Linked DNA regions of Drosophila melanogaster: region 2 is linked to region 1. The links are chromatin contacts, called in public HiChIP or PLAC-seq maps. All regions are on one chromosome and are shown on one strand. Each heading gives the region's core, a stretch centred on a gene start, on an enhancer-like site or on the middle of the called end of the contact. The rest is flanking DNA. Distances are from core to core; before and after follow the strand shown. Region 1 holds the start of CG15343. Region 2 holds the start of CG10555.

Region 1 (5,073 bases), core at 1,054-3,553:
AGCTGCACTCATAGTTGTTGTTTCTGCTATCCTAGGTAAACCTTCGCAGGTAACGGGGGTTGCTTATGTGTGTTCGCTCGTGCTCACATTGAATGGCAATTGGAGAGAGTAAAAAAGAGAAGCAAAAATTACTCATTCAACTTTGTTATTGCTTCGACTGCTTGTTTTTGTTGCTCTACGCCAAGCGCGTTGCTGCATGTCGCGTGCGTGTGACGTCACGATCGCCAATTGGGGTGGCACGAGTTTAATTCAATGGTGAAATATTGAAAAAACAGAGTGGATCCTATTATAATATTACAAAATTATTTTTAAAATATTTAATTTGAAAGTGGACAGAAACTGTTGGCAACCAAAATTTAAACTATATATCATTTTTTAGAGTGGACCAAAATTATATTTTATTATTATATTTTGAATTTCATATTGTTCATTTTCAGCAAGAGGAGTATTCGGGAGCGCCTGTCCAGTGCCTGATTCCCGGAACGAATCAGTGGGCGCTCATTGGGGTCTCCTCCTGGCGGATCGCGTGCGGACCCACGGGCGTGGAGCGGCCCAGGATGTACGACAAGATCGCCTCGAATGCCGCCTGGATCCGCGAGACGATCAGCGCGATATAGTCGGGATAGTTCACCAGGGGGCGGCGGCACGCCCCTCAGCGCATTTGTGTAGAAAACGGAACCGAAACTCACTGGGTATTATGTGTGTGTGTAGCAAAGCAAGTAAGGCAATTAAGCATATGTACTATGTAACTAACCTGCTCTAATGTTACTCGAACCTATGTAACTCTATGCTAACTGTATTCTTTAAACGTCCTTTTTTTTGCTGTTTTGTGTAATATTTATTAACTATGTTGTAATTGTATGTTAAACATGTCGAAAAGGAAGCAAATTTAGTTGTTAGTCTGTACGTTTAGCTGTTTGTAGAAAGATATTGTTGAATAAAATGAAATCGTCCAAAATCAAGATAATGGCTTTACTGGGGGTATACCACAATTAGGTGGACACGTGCATGGATTTCCATTTCCCATCCTTCTGAAGGCGGTACTGCACCCGGTCTGCGATTTGGTCGAGACCCACCTTCAGGAAGTCCCAACGCTGCGGTTGGAATTTCCAAGCGGTACTAGAAGAAGTTGTAATTATGTATATGTTAATTTACTAAATATAGATATACATATAAACTTCGAAACTCACTAGCTTGCTGGTCTCTCGATGGATTTTCCTCTGTGATCCAGAAGGAACTGATCGTGCTTTGCCTTGAGATCATCGTAGTTAATCGGTTCTCCACAGGGACAGATGTGACCCCTGATTTGGGCAGCCAAATTCTCCTTCGCCCACAAAGCATCCATTTCGCTTTGGTCAAGTTCCACGGCGGTGGCTCCAATCAATCTCACCTGCCAGGCATTCTGATTTCCGGCCTTATCCTTAACATCTGGCATATAGAAGGTGATGCAGGCCTTGGGATTGGCCTGAAGGTTCTTGAAGTTGCGAACGTACCGATGGGTGATGTAGAACACACAGTTATCCTGGGTGAGTCCGCGGTACAGAACAGTGCGGTTGAGCACACCGAATTCCTCGTCCACGGTGGCCAGGTTCATTTCCTGTATGAATCCATCGGGATGTCCCTTGGCAGCTTCCTGAAGGATCTCCTTAAAAAATTCAACGGGATCGGAGGGAAAGTCCTCGATTTTGGCCAAAGAGGAGGTCATATTGGTGGGTCCTTGAAGCGAAAAATATTCTTATACATTTTGAAAATGTAATACACATTTAATGTTAATTGGTAAAGCCCCTTATAACTGAAGTAATGTACTGTCATTCAAATTTGGCGCACTTTGCGCGCTGTTAACGCTAACAGCACTGTAACAGAAGCGCAGTACTTTGCAGCGGTTCTATAATCGATAGCCGTTGATTTCACGTTATATTTGCGAAGCTATCGGTTACTATCGATACATAGAAACGAAACAAATTCTCCCAATTTTCGGCTGAAAACGAGGAACACCAACTCGCGATTCTGGGGCGGCAGAACGGGAAATCCCGCCGAGGAGCAGCATGACCTCCATTCTGGACATGAAGGCCGGTCCGCCCGACTACTGGGCGGAGATCAGCAACTTCTTTCTGCCGCTGAAATACCTGATCACCAACGACCGCTTCGATTCGATGGTGCGGGACATAGACCTCTATTACCTGATCAACGGGGTCTTTTGGATATTCGTGGCGTTGTCTTGCGGCTACTACGCCTTCCAGCGGCTCTTCCAGGTGGGTCCAGCACGTGGCAAATCCTTTCAATCGCAGCACCCTCGACGCGGCGCCTCCAATTGCACTTTTCTTTTGAGGGGTTGCTCGGCCAATTTGCCGTTTATAAATAAACAGAGCGGACACGGTGCCGGATTCGCGCATTCCGGGGGTGGACGGGGTGCCAACCGAGTGGGGCGCTAAAAATACTGTTACCAACCCTTTGAAAAGCTTCAAAACACAACGAAATGCGGCACTTTTTGTATTGTTTTGGCTTGCAACTAAGCTGTAAATGATTATTATTTAAATATGTTGTCTCTTGTAAAATCAATATAAGGCGAAGATAGTATTGATTTTACTCCCGACAGTCATTGTTTAAGGGATTCAGATGTACTTCCTTCCCCATTCGGTTGGCACTTCGCTCCTGGCTTTGGTGATAGCATAAGTCCGGTGACAGTCGACCCATCGGCGCTGACCATAAGCCATATAAACCATTATCTGTAGTGACCCAAGACCAATGCTCGACTAATTGCTCCTCTCCCTTTTCAGTTCTTTCTGAAGTCGTCGAGCATGAAGCACTTTCAGCGGAGGCTGTTCGCCCGCGTCATTTGGAACATCGCCTTCTATGCGGCCAGCTGCCTGTTCCTGCACTTCTACAACGAGTTCATGATCCTGCCGCAGCTGATGAAGAACCAAGGACGCTACTCGCTCTTCTACTCCTCGGAGAACCTGATCTTCTATCGATCTCATCAGGCGGAAAAGTTTCAGTTCTACTCGATCTTCATTATCACGTTCTACCTGCATGGGGCGTGGTTGGACTTCAAGGACGCTGACTTCCTGGAGGTGGGCTCCAAGGGACTCTACCTGCTGTCCCTCGTCGCCATCGATGTTTACAGGCAAGTCGAGACACGTTTGGTCCCTACCATTCTAGCCTGGAGCCATTTAAGCTCGAAAATATTAAATACTCTTTATTTTTAGGTACGAAAACTACTTTGTGGGCCTGAATCTAACGGTGGGTCTGTACAGCATACTCACCGAGGTGCTAGCCCTGTTGGTCCTGCCCAGCACCAATTCACACCGGATCATCTACCAGGTTTTCCTCGGTCTGCGCATCATGGTGTGGGCGTATGTGTTTGTCAACCTACTGCCCTTTAAGTACTTCATACCCACGCTGTTCGCCAAGAACTTTAAGCTTTCCCTGAATGTGCCCATTTGGTTGTGGTACGGCCTCTCCATTTGGAACTCGCCGGTGCTGCAATACTTCTACCATCAGATATATCACACAGCGCCGTCGGATTGTTCGGGCGAGGGATCGGCGGCTAAGTGCATCCTGGTCAAGGACACCAGTGAGTTCCGGCACTACAAGACACTGAAGAAGGCCTATTTGGAGGTAAAGCTGGCACACATTAGAACCACGTCCAATTCGCTGCCCTCCGAAACCAGTTCGGCCTCGGCCAAAACCTTTCAGGCCATAAAATGTAAGCTTCCTGCACTAACCGATGTTGAATATCTGATTAACAATCATTTTCCCTGGCAGGCGTCATGATGCTTAAGCGCAAATTGAAGCGAATTCGCGAGGGACGTGGCCATGAGCCGGAGGATGACAACGATGACCAGGCCATTGATACCTAATCGCGTCCTACCGCACGGACGCAGCACACTTTTACACAGTAGAAAACCACATTTCCTTAAACCAAACCAAAAAAGACACAAGTTCAGCTTAGGCTAATAACTCACAAAGTTGAAACTAGCGCTCTCTCTCTCTCTCTCACTCAGGCTGATTTCGGTTTATGCGTGTTAGCTAGAACGCGATCAGCGCGAACAGTGCGTTTTGGCCAACATTCAGATCGTAATCAAAAAATAGGAATATTTAACACTTGAAAATTTGTAAATTTGTCAACGTTTTTGTTGTAAAGACTTTAAAAATATCAGTTGGTAGCTTTTAATCAAAAATTATTTAAATATCTCAACGATTCAAATATACGCGTTAAGAACATAACAACTAAAGGTTGTCAAAATTAAAACATGAATATAAACGATAAATCAAACGTGCAGATAATCTCAAAGGCTATATACGCAAAAATCGAAAAGTGAGGCTTACAAAATTAATCTCCTAGAAGTATTTAAAATAATGTTATATATCTTTAAAACGTCGAATTCGACTGTTGCCAAACGCACTGTTCTAATAGTACTTATTCGATAATAAACCACAGTGCGTTTCGATGCGAGCAATACAACAATTGACGCACTGTTGTCACTAGTTAACAATTATTTATAAAAACTCTAGATCAATATTAAATGTAATATCTACCAATCACGATTTAGACAGCACGCATAAACCAAGCGGCTGAAAGACCTTAGCAAATTTAGTTAGTATCGCTCGATTTTTGGCGCCAACGGAGATCGTCGCTGATGATATATATACATATAGTTACTATATCTCTATACCAACTCTCTCTCTCTCTCTCTCCCTCGCACACACGATCGCAGTTTCTCTCTCGTTTAGATTTGTAAGTCGCCTTCAACTTATTGTTGTTGTTTATTCGCTGTGACTTAATGACATATTGAAATATTGTAATGTGTTGTTTTTTTTTTCGTTCTTTTAATTGAAATATACTATATATGGGCTAAACGAGCGCAATTGAAATGTGTGTGTGTGTTGTTGTTGTTGTTACTGGGTTGGTTGCATTCGTTTGTTTTATTCACTTCTTAGCTCTCCCATCGTGGCTGAAATATTATATTATATTATTAATGTTCTTGCTTTATTTGATATTTGAAAAGAATTCTCTAGTTAAATTTCGGTTTCTCATTTGGTTTTAGGTTTCGCGTTTCTTCCTTCGAAACT
Region 2 (5,073 bases), core at 843-3,342, 130 kb after region 1:
ACTTGCTCGAATTTCTTGCAGTGCACACGCAGAAACAGTTGCCACAGCGAAAATGGCTGAAAAAAGTCATTTCGTGTTCAACTCACATGCGCATAATCCGGCGAAAAGTTGCATTTTATTTAGTGCAGACAAGACACTACAACATATGTATGTATGTACATATGTACATATGTTGTATGTATGTATGTTGGCCTACTTCAAATTCGCATTAGGCAGCTTGCAGCGGACAAAGACAGCGGATATCCCATGGATTCGTTTTAATTATCGCAATAAACAATTGGCTGTGCGGTAAAGAACTTTAATTGCAGCAGCAGTTTCACTCAGTTTTATTCCTCGAAAAGCAGAGTTAAGTAGCTACAATAGTCGTTTCGATGCGAGTTCAAAACAAACTACTTCATTAGTTCACTTAAATATATACATCATTACGAGTTTGTTTCACAGAAAGAAGTCAGTAATAATCGCAGACATGAGCAGTTACACTTATTCTTTAAATATTTTAAATCACTTTTCTGCTAGCACTTGTTAGTATCATAACACAAGCTCATACAATACTATCAAATAGATCTTTACAAATCAAAATACATCTTCATAGATAACATCCTTAATTTCCTTATTTATATGTATATAAAATAAACATTTTTACATTGACGTATTTGTGGTTTGGTTGCACTTTGCTGTCATCCTGCATCTCAACGATTCGAGGAGTACCTTCGAGGACATTCTCTTCAATGTCCTCCAGTCTTAATGTGCTCAGTTCGCTGTAATCTTCTTCCTCTGAGAGATCTTCGTTGATGGACTCATTCTTGACGTGGCATTGGAATCGCTCATCCTCGGTGGACTCTTGCTCTGGCTGATGCACTTCAGTCTCATGGTTTGAATTCTCTCCTTCTCCGGTGTCGACTTCTGCATCTCTTTCTGTTCCGAAATCGTTGCTACTTTCAAATTGATAAACTAGTTTCAAACTCCTCCATCTCGACTTGGAATTGCTGCTCATTGCTAGCGGCTAAGTGGAAGTGTGGATCAAACGTTTCCTTTCATCCGACCAACCTTTTATTTCAGATTCCTTGAGAAATTGGTGACTCCTTCTGCATTTTGTAATTATCTTAAAGGCACTTTTGGCATCCTTTAGGCGCGGCAGACAAATGGTTTCGGGTAGGAAATCCCCTTTATAAAATGGATATTGTATGCACTGGGATAAGATATATATTATATGGTAATATTATATTATATCCCAAATTTTGTGGAACATCAAATGAATTGACCATGACTTCCGGACTTTCCAAGCAAGTGCGGCAAATTCTCGACTTTGTCCTTTAATTCAGACATTTAAATATATATTTCAATAGATTCTAGTTCATATGCACTTACATTTTAATATAATATTACAACATATTCCAAAAGCAAATCAACAAATGATTTTGTTTACATCGATATTGCATTAATCACCCTGTTCAACCGCATTAGCCAGTGCTGCTAACGTTAAAAAGTACCTGGGTTGAGTAGCTAAAAAGTAAATGTGCATTAACTAATAGCTAAGTCATGAGTCTTATTCAAATTGTAAAATTAAAAAAAAAGACGTTAAAATAAACACGTTTTCAAAAATTCACTAATATATTTATGTATATATATATATATGGCTTAAGTAAATTACTAAGTAAAATTAAGTCAAGCAGGACAATCGTAAACAAATTAGAAAGTAATATTGCACTTTTCAATTAAAAATAAAATTACATTTAAAATAGCAACAACAAGAAACCGGTATCCATTTTAACCAGTGCTGCAAATCGCTGCGTTACAACACTGATTACAACACAATCGAACGCCATGTTGAGGCGACCTAGCACGTTCAGTCCTAATCGTCATGCAAGCCATATTATGTTGTCATTTCAAATTAACTATACATAGCTTAAAGACTTGTTAAGAGATTTGGTTACATGCCGAGTCATTTAATTAATTTTTTTTGACCACCTTTATATTTAAATGTGCTTAATGAAGCATATAAAACCACACTTTGAATTCGAAATCAACCCTAACACAGTCTGTTCCTCGGCTGTTAACTAACAGCCCGGCTTGATCATGCATTCGACCGATTAATCGGCCTGAGCCGCCTGTGTTATCGTTTTAAGCGTCGTTGCGTTCCATGCAATTTGCGAAAAAGTGTCGGAAAATTAATGAAAAATATGCCATTTTCCATTGCCAACCTGTGAGGGTCGTCGCACGCGAACAATTGCTAGCCGAATTAGCAACGAATTTTCCGCATAGCCGGCGTTTTTCCGTGCAGCGAAAAACAAGCAAAAGAGAAAAAAGATAGCCACTTCTTGGCCCGTGTACGTGTGCGTGTGTTTGCGTGTCTTTAATTGTGTGTGTGTTTGTGCTAGCACTCGCGGTTGTTTGTGTGTGTGTGTGTGTGCGAGTGTGTATGTGAAGAAAAAGCCGCACACTGCGAAAATTTTCCTTTCCTTTCCCCAACGGTCGAATATAACCGCTAAAATTGTGGAAAAACAGGAGAAAACCCCCAAGCGGAAGAAGAAGACTGCAGCCAGTAAAATGTCTGCAGTTTATTCGCCGCAACCGCCGCAGCAGCAGCCGCAACAGCAGCAGCAACTGCAGCAGCAGCAGCAGCAGCCTCCCCCGCCACAACAACAGCAGCAGCAGCAACAACAATTGCAGCAACCTCCACCTAACTCCGCGCCCAATCAACAACCGCCTGGATCCGGAGTAGGTCCCGGCGGAGGAGGAGGTGGCATACCAGGCGGCGGTGGCATCCTGTCCATGGGCATGCAGCAGCAGCAGCAACGTCCGCCCATGGGCGTCCCAGGATCACCGGGCAGCATCATCTCTGGCGGCGGCGGTGGCGGCGGTGTGATTGGTGGCGGTGGTATGCCCGGTGGCGGAATGATGGTCACACCAACGTCAACACCACGCGGCGGAGCCAATATGCAGGGCGGCGGAGGTGGTGGTGTGCCGCAGCAAGTGAATTCGGCGCAAATCCAAAAGATGCTCGACGAGAATTGCGGCCTCATCCAGACGATTCAGGACTTCCAGAGCATGGGCAAGGCGCAGGAGTGCATGTCCTATCACGTTGCGCTGCATCGCAATCTGGTCTACCTCGCCCAGTTGGCCGATCCCGCCATGAACATCTCACAAATACTGCCGGTGGGTAAAAAGAACAAAGTGCACGATCATAAGATTTGCTATTTCATTGAACTTGACTTGGCTCAACATCTCTTTCTGATCGCCAATAATGTATACCATCTATCCCCCCGCAGCCGCCGCACATCCTCCAAACGCAAGCGATGCAGCAGGGTGGCCAGCAGACGCCGCCAACCGGACCGCACGGCATGCTGGGTGGTCCGCCGCAACAGCAGCAGCAGCCGGGACAGGGTCCAGTGCCGGGACAACCTGGTCAGGGTCCGCCGCAGATGGGCATGCAACAGCATGGCGGCGATCCGCAGGGACCGCCCGTTCAGATGCCGCCCTACGGCGCCCAACAGCAGCCGCAGCCACATCCTGGCCTGCCGCCGGGCGCTCAACAGCAATCTCAGCAACAGCAGCAGCAGCAACAACAGCAGCAGCAGCAGCAGCAGCAGCAACAACAACAACAGCAGGCAGCAGCAGCGGCGGCAGCAGCAGCAGCGGCAGCTGCCGTAGCAGCCGGCCAACAGCAGGGACCGCAGGTCAGCCAAGCGGGCCCGCAGCAACAGCAGCAGCAGCAGCATCCCGTCTATCGGAATGCCCAGGGTCAAGGACAGCCGGGAGCTGGGCAGGTACCTGGCCAGGGCCAGGGGCCGGTTCAGTCCGTCATCAATCCGAATGCCGCGCCCAGTAAGTGTAGTGTAGCCGCTCAAGACGATGACGATGATCGGATGTGGTTGGACTTCATTTTAAAAGAATTCGATATCGATGCCTTTAGTTTTGACCAATTTCTGTGATATTAAAAAACTGTTGATTTGTTGAATATAATTCGAAATCCTAACATATTGTTTAAGAATTTAATTTAATTTGGGTATAACCCCAAAAAAAAAAAAAAAACGTTTAGTCAGTGGTATGTTGTAGGCTGTGATTTTACTCATCTCCATCCAAACATCTTTCGCCTTGCAGATCAACAGCGTCCTAACAACGGACCCCTCTCCGGACCGCAGAATCCCCAGCAACAGCAACAGCAGCCGCAACCAGGCGGTCAACAGCCGCCCAACCAACAGCAACAGCAGCAGCAGACCGGTCCCGGCGGACCAGGACCGCAGCCAGGTGCCGGCGGACCAGGTGTACCGCCGCCACAGAGTCCGTATCGCGTCAGCTATCAACAGCAACAGCAGCAGCACAGCCACTATCCAGGCTATCCGCCACAGCCGCAGACGCAGTACCAGCCGCAGGGCGCCTATCCCTATGGACCGCCAACACAGGGCTATGGGCCACCGCCGCCGGGACCACCAAATGCCGCTCAAGGTGGCTACCATCATGGTCCGGCCGGTGCGGCGACGGGAGCCAGTGGGCATGGCTATCAGCCGAATGCCGGAGCCGGACAAGGACCACCGCCGGGTGCATATCCACCGCCGCCCGGTAGCCAGCAAGTTCCACCGGTGCCGGGACAACAGCAACCGCCGCCGGGACCACCGCCACCCGGACAGCCGCCGACTGGTGGCCAGCAGCAACCGCCACCTGGACCGCCGCAAAGTCAATACGGTCCGCCGCCGCCGCAGAACTCCGCCGGTGGACCGCCTCCGATGGGCTATGCGGGCTATCCGCCGAATCCGGGACAGTATGGCCAGGCTGGTGCTGGCGGTGGACCACCGCCCAGTGGCTACTGGCCGCCACCACCACCCACGAGCAGCGCCCAGAGTCCCTATCAGGCGTATCAACAGCAGCAGCAGCAGCAAGCGGCCGCTGGTGGCGGAGCAGGTGCACCGCCGGGCAGTAGCTATCCGGGTGGACCGCCGACTAGCGGGGCAGCGCCACCACCACCGCCGGGCGGAGCGTACAGCACCACGGCGCCCAGTCAGACGCCACCGCCACAGGGAGGCGGCGGAGCAGGCGGTGGCAACAACAATCCAAACGGACCCAATGCACAGCAAT

What was found. HiChIP or PLAC-seq counts read pairs in DNA pulled down with a chosen protein or histone mark.
Region 2: a contact with region 1 is called in an H3K27ac HiChIP or PLAC-seq map of the Kc167 cell line, with 7 times the contacts expected there. The contact joins the promoter of CG10555 here to the promoter of CG15343 in region 1. A contact is called at or near these places in 71 of 107 Hi-C or Micro-C datasets (the D17-c3 cell line, the Kc167 cell line, the ML-DmBG3-c2 cell line and 23 more) and 3 of 6 datasets of contacts at active chromatin or transcription factors (all in the Kc167 cell line).

What each region holds. Positions count from the first base shown.
Region 1 is chrX:8,271,503-8,276,575 of dm6, forward strand. CG15343 reads right to left here and starts at 2,304. Exons shown (of 3, transcript NM_132241.2): 1 at 2,181-2,304; 2 at 1,191-1,716; 3 at 822-1,119. The coding sequence starts at 1,705. The coding sequence ends at 993. It overlaps CG1636, which reads left to right and starts at 1,910. Exons shown (of 4, transcript NM_001298084.1): 1 at 1,910-2,252; 2 at 2,778-3,124; 3 at 3,255-3,706; 4 at 3,766-4,948. The coding sequence starts at 2,046. The coding sequence ends at 3,860. It overlaps CG1632, which reads left to right. Exons shown (of 8, transcript NM_132239.3): 8 at 438-960. The coding sequence ends at 617. It overlaps nAChRalpha3 (nicotinic Acetylcholine Receptor alpha3), which reads right to left. Exons shown (of 12, transcript NM_001298086.1): 12 at 4,698-5,073.
Region 2 is chrX:8,396,848-8,401,920 of dm6, forward strand. CG10555 reads left to right here and starts at 2,093. Exons shown (of 3, transcript NM_001298087.1): 1 at 2,093-3,156; 2 at 3,270-3,825; 3 at 4,102-5,073. The coding sequence starts at 2,548. It also overlaps the pseudogene CR15345.